Regions from separate parts of the Capra hircus genome. Here regions 1 and 3 are each linked to region 2. A link is a contact called in public Hi-C data. All regions are on one chromosome and are shown on one strand. Each heading gives the region's core, a stretch centred on a gene start, on an enhancer-like site or on the middle of the called end of the contact. The rest is flanking DNA. Distances are from core to core; before and after follow the strand shown.

Region 1 (2,700 bases), core at 95-2,594, 500 kb before region 2:
GGCTCCTCCTTTCCTGGCCTCCAGGGTGCCTCCCCGGGTGCCTCCCCCAGCCCCTAGAACTCTGAAAGAAAGTGAAAGTGAAGTCGCTCAGTTGTGTCTGGGTTACCATGCCCTCCTCCTCTCCAAGGCCCGATCTCTCTCCAGACATTTCAGCTCTCTTCATTCGCAGTGTCACCTCTGTTGTGAAAGCTTTTCAGTGCCCTGGCCCACACAGATTGCTTCTTTCTTTGTGGCCCTGTCACATTCATGAGTATATCACACACTCTGGCCTGTGTTTTTAAACTGGCCTAGGTATGGAGATCGGAGAAGATGATGGCACCCCTCTCCAGTACTCTTGCCTGGAAAATCCCATGGACAGAGGAGCCTGGTGGGCTGCAGTTCATGGGGTGGCTAAGAGTCGGGCACGACTGAGCGACTTCACTTTCACTTTTCACTTTCATGCATTGGAGAAGGAAATGGTAACCCACTCCAGTGTTCTTGCTTGGAGAATCCCAGGGATGGGGGAGCCTGGTGGGCTGCCATCCAGGGGGTCGCACAGAGTCAGACACGACTGAAGCGACTTAGCAGCCGTAGCAGCAGAAGGTATGGAGACCTGTTTTCCTTGAAGTGACTCAGCACTCACTTGGGAAGCTGAATGTCCTGAAAGAACTCCAGGGATGGGGACAGAAGCTTCGTTCAGGCTGTGGCAGGCTGCCCTCACCACAGGGCACATATCTGGGCAGAGCAGAGCTACAGCAGACCTCAGGCCCCCATATAAGGGTTTCCCTCATAGTTCAGTCGGTAAAAGCTCTGCCTGCAATGCAGGAGACCGGGCTTCAATCCCTTGATCGGGAAGATCCCCTGGAGAAGGAAACGGCAACCCACTCCAGTATTCTTGCCTGGAGAATCCCATGGATGGAGGAGCCTGGCGGGCTATGGCCCATAGAGTTGCAAAGAATTGGTCACGAATGAGCGACTAAGCGCGCGCGCACACACACACGGCCCACGTATGGGTCCTCCCGCTCTAGACCTTGCCGTAGCGCACGCGTCGGCCTGGCTGTGGTGGCTGGAAGGTCTGGAGGGGATCTGTGTGAGCTGGGTCGTGGCCTCACCTTTCAGCATCACTGGGCCAGCCCCTGAGGTAGGGGAATAAGTCACTTCCCGTCCCCCACCCGACCCCATGTTGGCTTGGTCATTTCCTTACCACTGCCTTCCCGAATAGAGCGGTTTACGGTTGTCAGCCTCACTCTGGGTCCTGTGAAAACTGAGAAACATTCCATGCAATGTGATTTCATTTCCTATCTTGCCTAACCTAGGGCTGGGGAACTGAAACCGGTTTCCGAGGCTCATAGAGACATCGTGGTTGGAGCACCACCTAGTGGCAGCACAGAATAGTGCTTGTGAGGAATCTTCCGGAAGGGTGGGTGGTGAGATTAAAGAGCATTCTCTATTTGATCTCCACAAACAATTTCATTGAAAATATGCTTTAAGGCAGAGTTATCCTGAACGTAATTTTTAGCCTTTTAAAAATGATTCCAAAGACATGTCTGCATCACCTTAATGAATACTTATTATTACGTGAAAGTCGCTCAGTCGTGTCCGACCCTTTGTGACCTCATGGATTATACAGTCCATGGAATTCTCCAGGCCAGAATACAGGAGTGGGTAGCCGTTCCGTTCTCCAGAGTAATCTTCCCACCCAGAGATCGAACCCAGGTCTCCCGCATTGCAGGCGGATTCTTTACCAGCTGAGCCCCCAGGGACTAGCGGTACTTATTATTATGCTGCTGGTAAGTCACTTCAGTCGTGTCCGACTCTGTGCGACCCCACAGACAGCAGCCCACCAGGCTCCCCCGTCCCTGGGAGTCTCCAGGCAAGAACACTGGAGTGGGTTGCCATTTCCTTCTCCAATGCATGAAAGTGAAAAGTAAAAGTGAAGCTGCTCAGTCGCATCTGACTTTTAGCGACCCCATGGACTGCAGCCCATCAGGCTCCTCCGTCCATGGGATTTTCCAGGCAAGAGTACTGGAGTGGTGTGCCATTGCCTTCTCCGACTTATTATTATAGAGTACTGTAAATATATGAGACTGGGAAAAATCTGTATGAAGTTTAACATCCCATTTAAGTTTCTATTTAAAAATATTTGGTACATCCAGAAATAATATACCATGTAACGATTTAAAAAGAAGTAGGTTGTTAATATAGAACTGGCTAAGAGATATTAAAAGAAGGAGGTACGTTATAGAACTGTATCAAAAGCATGCTGCAGTTTATGTGAGAAAAACATTAGAAAATAAGCATATAAACTTGGTCTACCCAGAACTTCTACTACTAAAGCGAGAGACTGATTCATTTAGCTCCGAAGAGCAAGGGACACTTGCTTCTTCCGGCCACAAGATGTTCTCAGATGACTTAGAACCTAGCAAAGTGTCTGAGGATCCATCCTCCTGCCGTGCAGCAGTCCTCTTGGGGACCCCACTGAAACCAGCAAGTAAATGCTGCCCTTCCAGGGGCCCCCAAGGGAAGGACCGATCTTAGTGCTGTGAGAACCCACGGTGTTTTTAAGACAGTCACAGAGAGACACCGAGGTGTTAGAAGAGTCTAACTGACCCAAGGGCGCAGAAGCAGTGCGCATTCGCTCCTTCACACTACCCTCAGAAAGCTGTTGGGATCAAATCTCATATCTGAGTTCAACCACTGCACTGATAATGGGAAACTTTT
Region 2 (2,700 bases), core at 85-2,584:
CCGGTCCATCCTAGAGGAGATCAGTCCTGGGTGTTCACTGGAAGGACTGATGTTGAAGCTGAAACTCCAATACTTTGACCACTTGATGCGAAGAACTGACTCATTGGGAAAGACCCTGATGCTGGGAAGGATCGAAGGCAGGAGGAGAAGGGGACGACAGAGGATGAGATGATTGGATGGCATCACTGACTCAATGGACATGAGTTTGAGTAAACTCCGGGAGTTGGTGATGGACAGGGAGGCCTGGCGTGCTACAGTCTGTGGGGTTGCAAAGAGTTGGACACAACTGAGCAACTGAACTGAACTGAATTAAATAAACACTTGAAAGGAAAGGCTGGGAGGGAGGTGCCATCCTGGTATCCCAGAGACTCACTTGCAGCCCCAGAAGCACAAAAGTCATCCCAGTTCTTCGAGGTGGGACCAGGAAACACAACACAAAGGCTGACTCGTTCGTTCACTAGAGATTACTGCAGTGATGTGAGCAATATCGAATGTGATATCTCAGTGGATTTTCCTGCCGCAGAGCAGCAGGGCACGAATTCCCTGAGGCTCTCGCCTCCCCCACACCCGGACGCAGAGCTTCACTGACAGCTCTCAGACTCTTCCTCCAGTTTCCCAAGAGGTGGTGCCCCCTTTCGTTCTCGGCCCAGCCGGTTAGTCTTGCCAGGATCAGGCTCCAAAGCCATTCTCCTCCTTGAAACGCCATCTTTGCCTCTTGCAGGTGTGTGTTCCCTGCAGACGGTAAGCTTATTCGTTTCCCTGCCATTCATTAAAAAGAAAATCATCTGTGACCTCATGTTCCCTGAAAATATCCCATGTCCCCTTCCCCCTTATCCAAACTTCTTAGGAGAGGAACATGTCCTCAGTGTGACCACTCGAGGTGCCATTCATTCACTCTGCACCCCCTGCAGTCTGGCTTGTGCCCTTGTTAGGGCCCCCAGTGCTCTTCTAATGACAAACTCCAATGGGCGTTTTCCAGTCTTTGTTTTGCGATGCGTTTCTGGGGCATTTGGCAACGCGGATTGTGCACACTGCTGCTCCCCCAAGGTAACAGCATCTTTCCCAGTTCGTCTCATTCATTTCTGTTTCTTCTTAACCACAGGCTCCTCTCTCTGCACCCACCACTCACATGCGTATGTTCCCTAGGTGTCTGTTTCCAGCTCACTGCTTCTCATTACAGCTACTCTTCTTGGGCGAATTTATCTCCTCTCTGGAGTTCAACTACCACCTGTATGCTAATGACTCTCTAATTCGATCTCCTCCTCAGATTCCTTCCCCAAGCTTCAGACTCATCAATTCCATTACCTGTCAGGTACCTTCCCTGGGGATTCATCAGACTTTTCAGATTGGCGTTTTCAAAAACCAAGCAGCACATCCCTCCAAACTCAGTCTCTCTCTGTTGTGTCTCCACCTCTTTACCCGGTGATCCAGGTTATAAAATAATAGCCTTAATGCTTCTGTCTTTCTTACCCTCTTCATCTAACTGATCATTACATTCTGCTGGTTTCCCCTCCCTTGGAATCCTTAAAATCCATCCTCCCATCTGCCAGTGCTCCTGTTATCAAATGTGCCTTCTCTTCCTGGATTGGCACAGTCACCTCAACTGGCTTCCTAGTTTCTAGACTTGCTGCCCTCAATTCTGCTCAATTCAGAGCTACCTCAGTGATCCACGCGAAACACAAGTCTGACCCCGTCCCTGTCTGCTTCCTGGAATCTACACGAGCAAGTTCAGCCTCCCTTCCGGGCACACATGGCCCTCTGTGGCCGGCTCTTGCCTAATTCTCAGGCCTTGGCTCCTTCCACTTGGATTCCAGCAGCAGCCAACCGGTGGTGGTTCCTTGTACACATCTCATTTTCCCTCTATTCTTTGCTTCTGCTTTTAAAATTAAGTGTCAGGCTGGTATTATAAGGGAAGTTTCAAGTTCATCTGCTATTAAATATTAGAGGCTCTGTGCTTGGGGAGGGAGGAAAGAGAAAAGACTCACAGTTACATTCTCATTTCAGCCCCCTTTCTCCCCCACACAGACAAAAAGTATACCGGGCTTGCTAGATTTGTGGGTTCTACTCATTTAAAGCTGCTAATAAGTATTTCAGTCCCGGCTCGGTTTTCACGCCAGGCTGTTCTTCCAAACTGAGGAGACTCTTGTTTGTTACGAAGAGTGTGCTGCCCTCTAGAGGTGGCTTTCAGAGACACAGCAGATACCCACACAACGAACACATTCTACAGCTTCCCCTGTGAAGGGACTTCATAGTAAGACCTGTACTATTACTGCTGTTTGTCCAAAATGTGCTTTCCCCAGTTGCATCATTTTGATTCACAGAATCTTTATGTGCTCCCATAATAGGGTTTGGGGATAAAGCACAGAGTGTGCCTCCAGGGACACTCAATTTGGAGTTAGAGAACTCAAGTTCCAGTTCAAGTTGTTCCACTAAAGCCTCCAAACTTAGATCTCTGACCTGTTAAACAAGGAGTGCAAGACCTCATCCAGAAAACTGAATTATCTGAAATTATATTTTGGCAAAAAAAACTAGGAACAGACTTACCAATAAGTACTTGTTATACACTAAGTATATACAAGGCACTAGGCTAAGAGCTGCTTTGCAGAGGTTATATATTTACATTTGATCTCTAGACAGTTAAATGAAAAATATTTGAAAAGAATCTGGGAGACATTCAAGGCTTCAATTTAAATGGAGGAG
Region 3 (2,700 bases), core at 11-2,510, 470 kb before region 2:
GCTAAGGCCCACACTGGCGTGACATAAGCAGGATCAGGAAGAGGCAAGGAGTGTTTGGGCTTGGAATAAGCCCAGGCTGGGCAGAGTTTAGTACAGCTTCAGGCCTGGGAGCTGGGGTAGCCGCAGAGTGTGGGCCAAACAAGCTGTTTTTTTAACCGGTTTCACAGTGAACACATTTTTCAGTCACTCCCCAATGTCAGTAGAAACAGAAACAACACCCACTATTTTGGTTTGGGGGAACTAGTTTTGTTTTAGAGGCTTAAAGAAGCAAAGAATGTACGAATGTCCACAGTTAGGCAATCTTGATGTAGAATGTGTGCTCCAGGAAGCAAGAGGATTAAAAGAGCTTAGAAGTAATGTGCTTTGACCTTTCAGTGACATAGGTTTTTATTTTGGCATCTTCTTTCTTTTTTTTAAAGGGGAGGATGTTACTACAGTGTTTTTCTTTTAACGTGTACAACTTTCACAGTAAGTTGTATGGGCATGAGCCAGATTTTATGCACTTACATGTGTTAGATGTGTGTGTGTGTTTGTATGTAGAAACTCCAGTACTTTGGCCACCTCATGCAAAGAGTTGACTCATTGGAAAAGACCCGGATGCTGGGAGGGATTGGGGGCAGGAGGAGAAGGGGACGACCGAGGATGAGATGGCTGGATGGCATCACTGACTCAATGGACATGGGTTTGAGTAAATTCCAGGAGTTGGTGATGGACAGGGAGGCCTGGCGTGCTGTGATTCATGGGGTTGCAAAGAGTCAGACACGACTGAGTGACTGAACTGAAGTCTAGTTTTTTTTTGTACGTGTTGTTGTCTGTTACCTGGATAAAGAAGCATTTGGAAAACAGCGGGAGAGTAAATCAAAGGGCTGATACCTGCATGCCCATTTACGTACTTCTTTGTTCCTGAGTCACAAGGACAGTATTTCCAAACAAATGTCAGAGGGAGCGATGCCTGCCCTGATAAATGTTGTGTCAAAACTGGATGAGGGAACTGCTACGAATAGAAAAATGGGCTTCAAGTAGTGTGGTCGGTTAGGAAATGAAGACATGAGGCCATACTCAGAGAATGACAGATTTACTTATGACAACACCTGCATTTCTGAAGCGTGTGCTGTCTGACCGGTGGACAGTCCTCAGGGTGATGGAGGAACTGCCGATGTGTCTGGCAGGTGGACCGGGTTGGCTGAAGGTGGAGATCTGGGGGCAGCTGCTGCTCCTTGTAAGCAGTGGGAATGCCAAAGGGGCAAGGGGCAGCTGTCCAGCTTAGCCTCGCGGGTATCTGGGCCCTTTGCTCGGGGGTGCATCCTTCGCGGCAACCTGAAGCCGCCCCGGCGCAGGCGCATCCTTCCTTTTGCTTTCTGTGTTTTCTGAGCAGCAGCGTCATCTCCCGTCTGCCCCAGCTCAGAAGCTCTCAGGCCACGCTACTGCCATCCTCTGCGCTTGTGTGTGGTGACTCTGGCCCATGGAGTCCTCTCCATTTCCCATCCCCTTTCTCAAAACAATGATGGGGAAAGTCCCAGCCAAGGTTCTATCCAGGGATGTGGGCTCAGAATTTAACTATAGGTAAAATACCACCTTAAATTTTCCCCAGAACTCAGCTTTGCAGGGTTTTAAATGGGATTGTGAACCACTTGGGGGTCCTTTGCACTCAAGAGAAAAGAATGTGTTCCCTGGTTTTCTTTATGGAAGCCATTTCCTTCCTGGAATATTAAACAAAACAAAACAAAATACTGCACACTGCGTTCTGGGCGCTGCAAGAGGATTAAGCGTGACCTTTAGCTGAGGAACCAGGCAGCCCAACTGCAGAAGAGTCTGACCCATTTTCTTTTTATGTGTATAATATTGAGCCTCTATGGAAAACACTGGCAAAGCCAGCCTCAAGCAGATGCTAAATATTCTCAGAGAAATGACCTTGAATTAGTAGAGAAATTGTCTAAGTACACACCAGTGTAAACCCAGTTCAAATCTGTTACAGGCCTCTCCCTCTCAAAGAAGAGGTTAGGATTTCTGTTTAAAAGACAGGATATAAGATAAAGTGTACATTATGGTAATACCATTTCCTTATACCAGCTTTATATTACTTGACAGCTGGTGGCTCAGACCAGATAAAGAATCTGCCTGAAATGCAGGAAATATGGGTTGTATCCCTGGGGCAAGAAGATCCCCTGGAAAAGGGAATGGCTACCCACTCCAATATTCTTGCCTGGAGAATTCCATAGACAGAGGAGCCTGGTGGGCTATAGTTCATTGGGTTGCAAACAGTCAGACTAATAGTTTTAGAGATAAGGTTTGTAGAGCAGTGATATAGTTGAGTTATACAATTATATAACAGCTGTAATAAACACAGGTTGATAAGAACATTCCTCTTTAAAACAAAATCTTCCGTTGTATTAAATAGTTAATATGACAGGACAATATGGTAATCAAAGGATGAAGCGTAATAAACAAGTAGAGTTAATTCAGAAAGAAAATAAACATTTATGAAATAGCTACTATGAGCTGGGCACTGTGTAGGGACTTTGGCCTGCATTATTCCACTTGATTCTGACAACAGACTGGAAATATTGAGTATTTGAACAAACAGAAAACTGATTTCATTGAGGGCATAAAGTAACTGTACCATCCGAGAGGTAAGCCCATATCTGTATTGAGAAGTCCATTGCCTTGTCATCCTAACCCCCTACCTCAGGTTACTCAGGA

What was found. A called contact is a pair of places that touch in the nucleus more often than the background predicts.
Region 1: a Hi-C map of blood shows a contact between it and region 2, with 5 times the contacts expected there. The contact joins two enhancer-like sites. A contact is called at or near these places in 2 of 5 Hi-C or Micro-C datasets (both in blood).
Region 3: a contact with region 2 is called in a Hi-C map of liver, with 5 times the contacts expected there. The contact joins two enhancer-like sites. A contact is called at or near these places in 2 of 5 Hi-C or Micro-C datasets (blood and liver).

What each region holds. Positions count from the first base shown.
Region 1 is chr7:15,406,460-15,409,159 of ARS1.2, reverse strand. No RefSeq gene overlaps it. Among named protein-coding and RNA genes, the nearest start is that of GLRX, 28 kb to the left of the region's middle. Within about 2 kb of position 1,344, at least 5 of the 5 cell types and tissues checked have an H3K27ac peak or open chromatin away from gene starts, as enhancers often do.
Region 2 is chr7:14,908,150-14,910,849 of ARS1.2, reverse strand. No RefSeq gene overlaps it. Among named protein-coding and RNA genes, the nearest start is that of PCSK1, 100 kb to the right of the region's middle. Within about 2 kb of position 1,334, at least 3 of the 5 cell types and tissues checked have an H3K27ac peak or open chromatin away from gene starts, as enhancers often do.
Region 3 is chr7:15,380,956-15,383,655 of ARS1.2, reverse strand. No RefSeq gene overlaps it. Among named protein-coding and RNA genes, the nearest start is that of GLRX, 54 kb to the left of the region's middle. Within about 2 kb of position 1,260, at least 1 of the 5 cell types and tissues checked has an H3K27ac peak or open chromatin away from gene starts, as enhancers often do.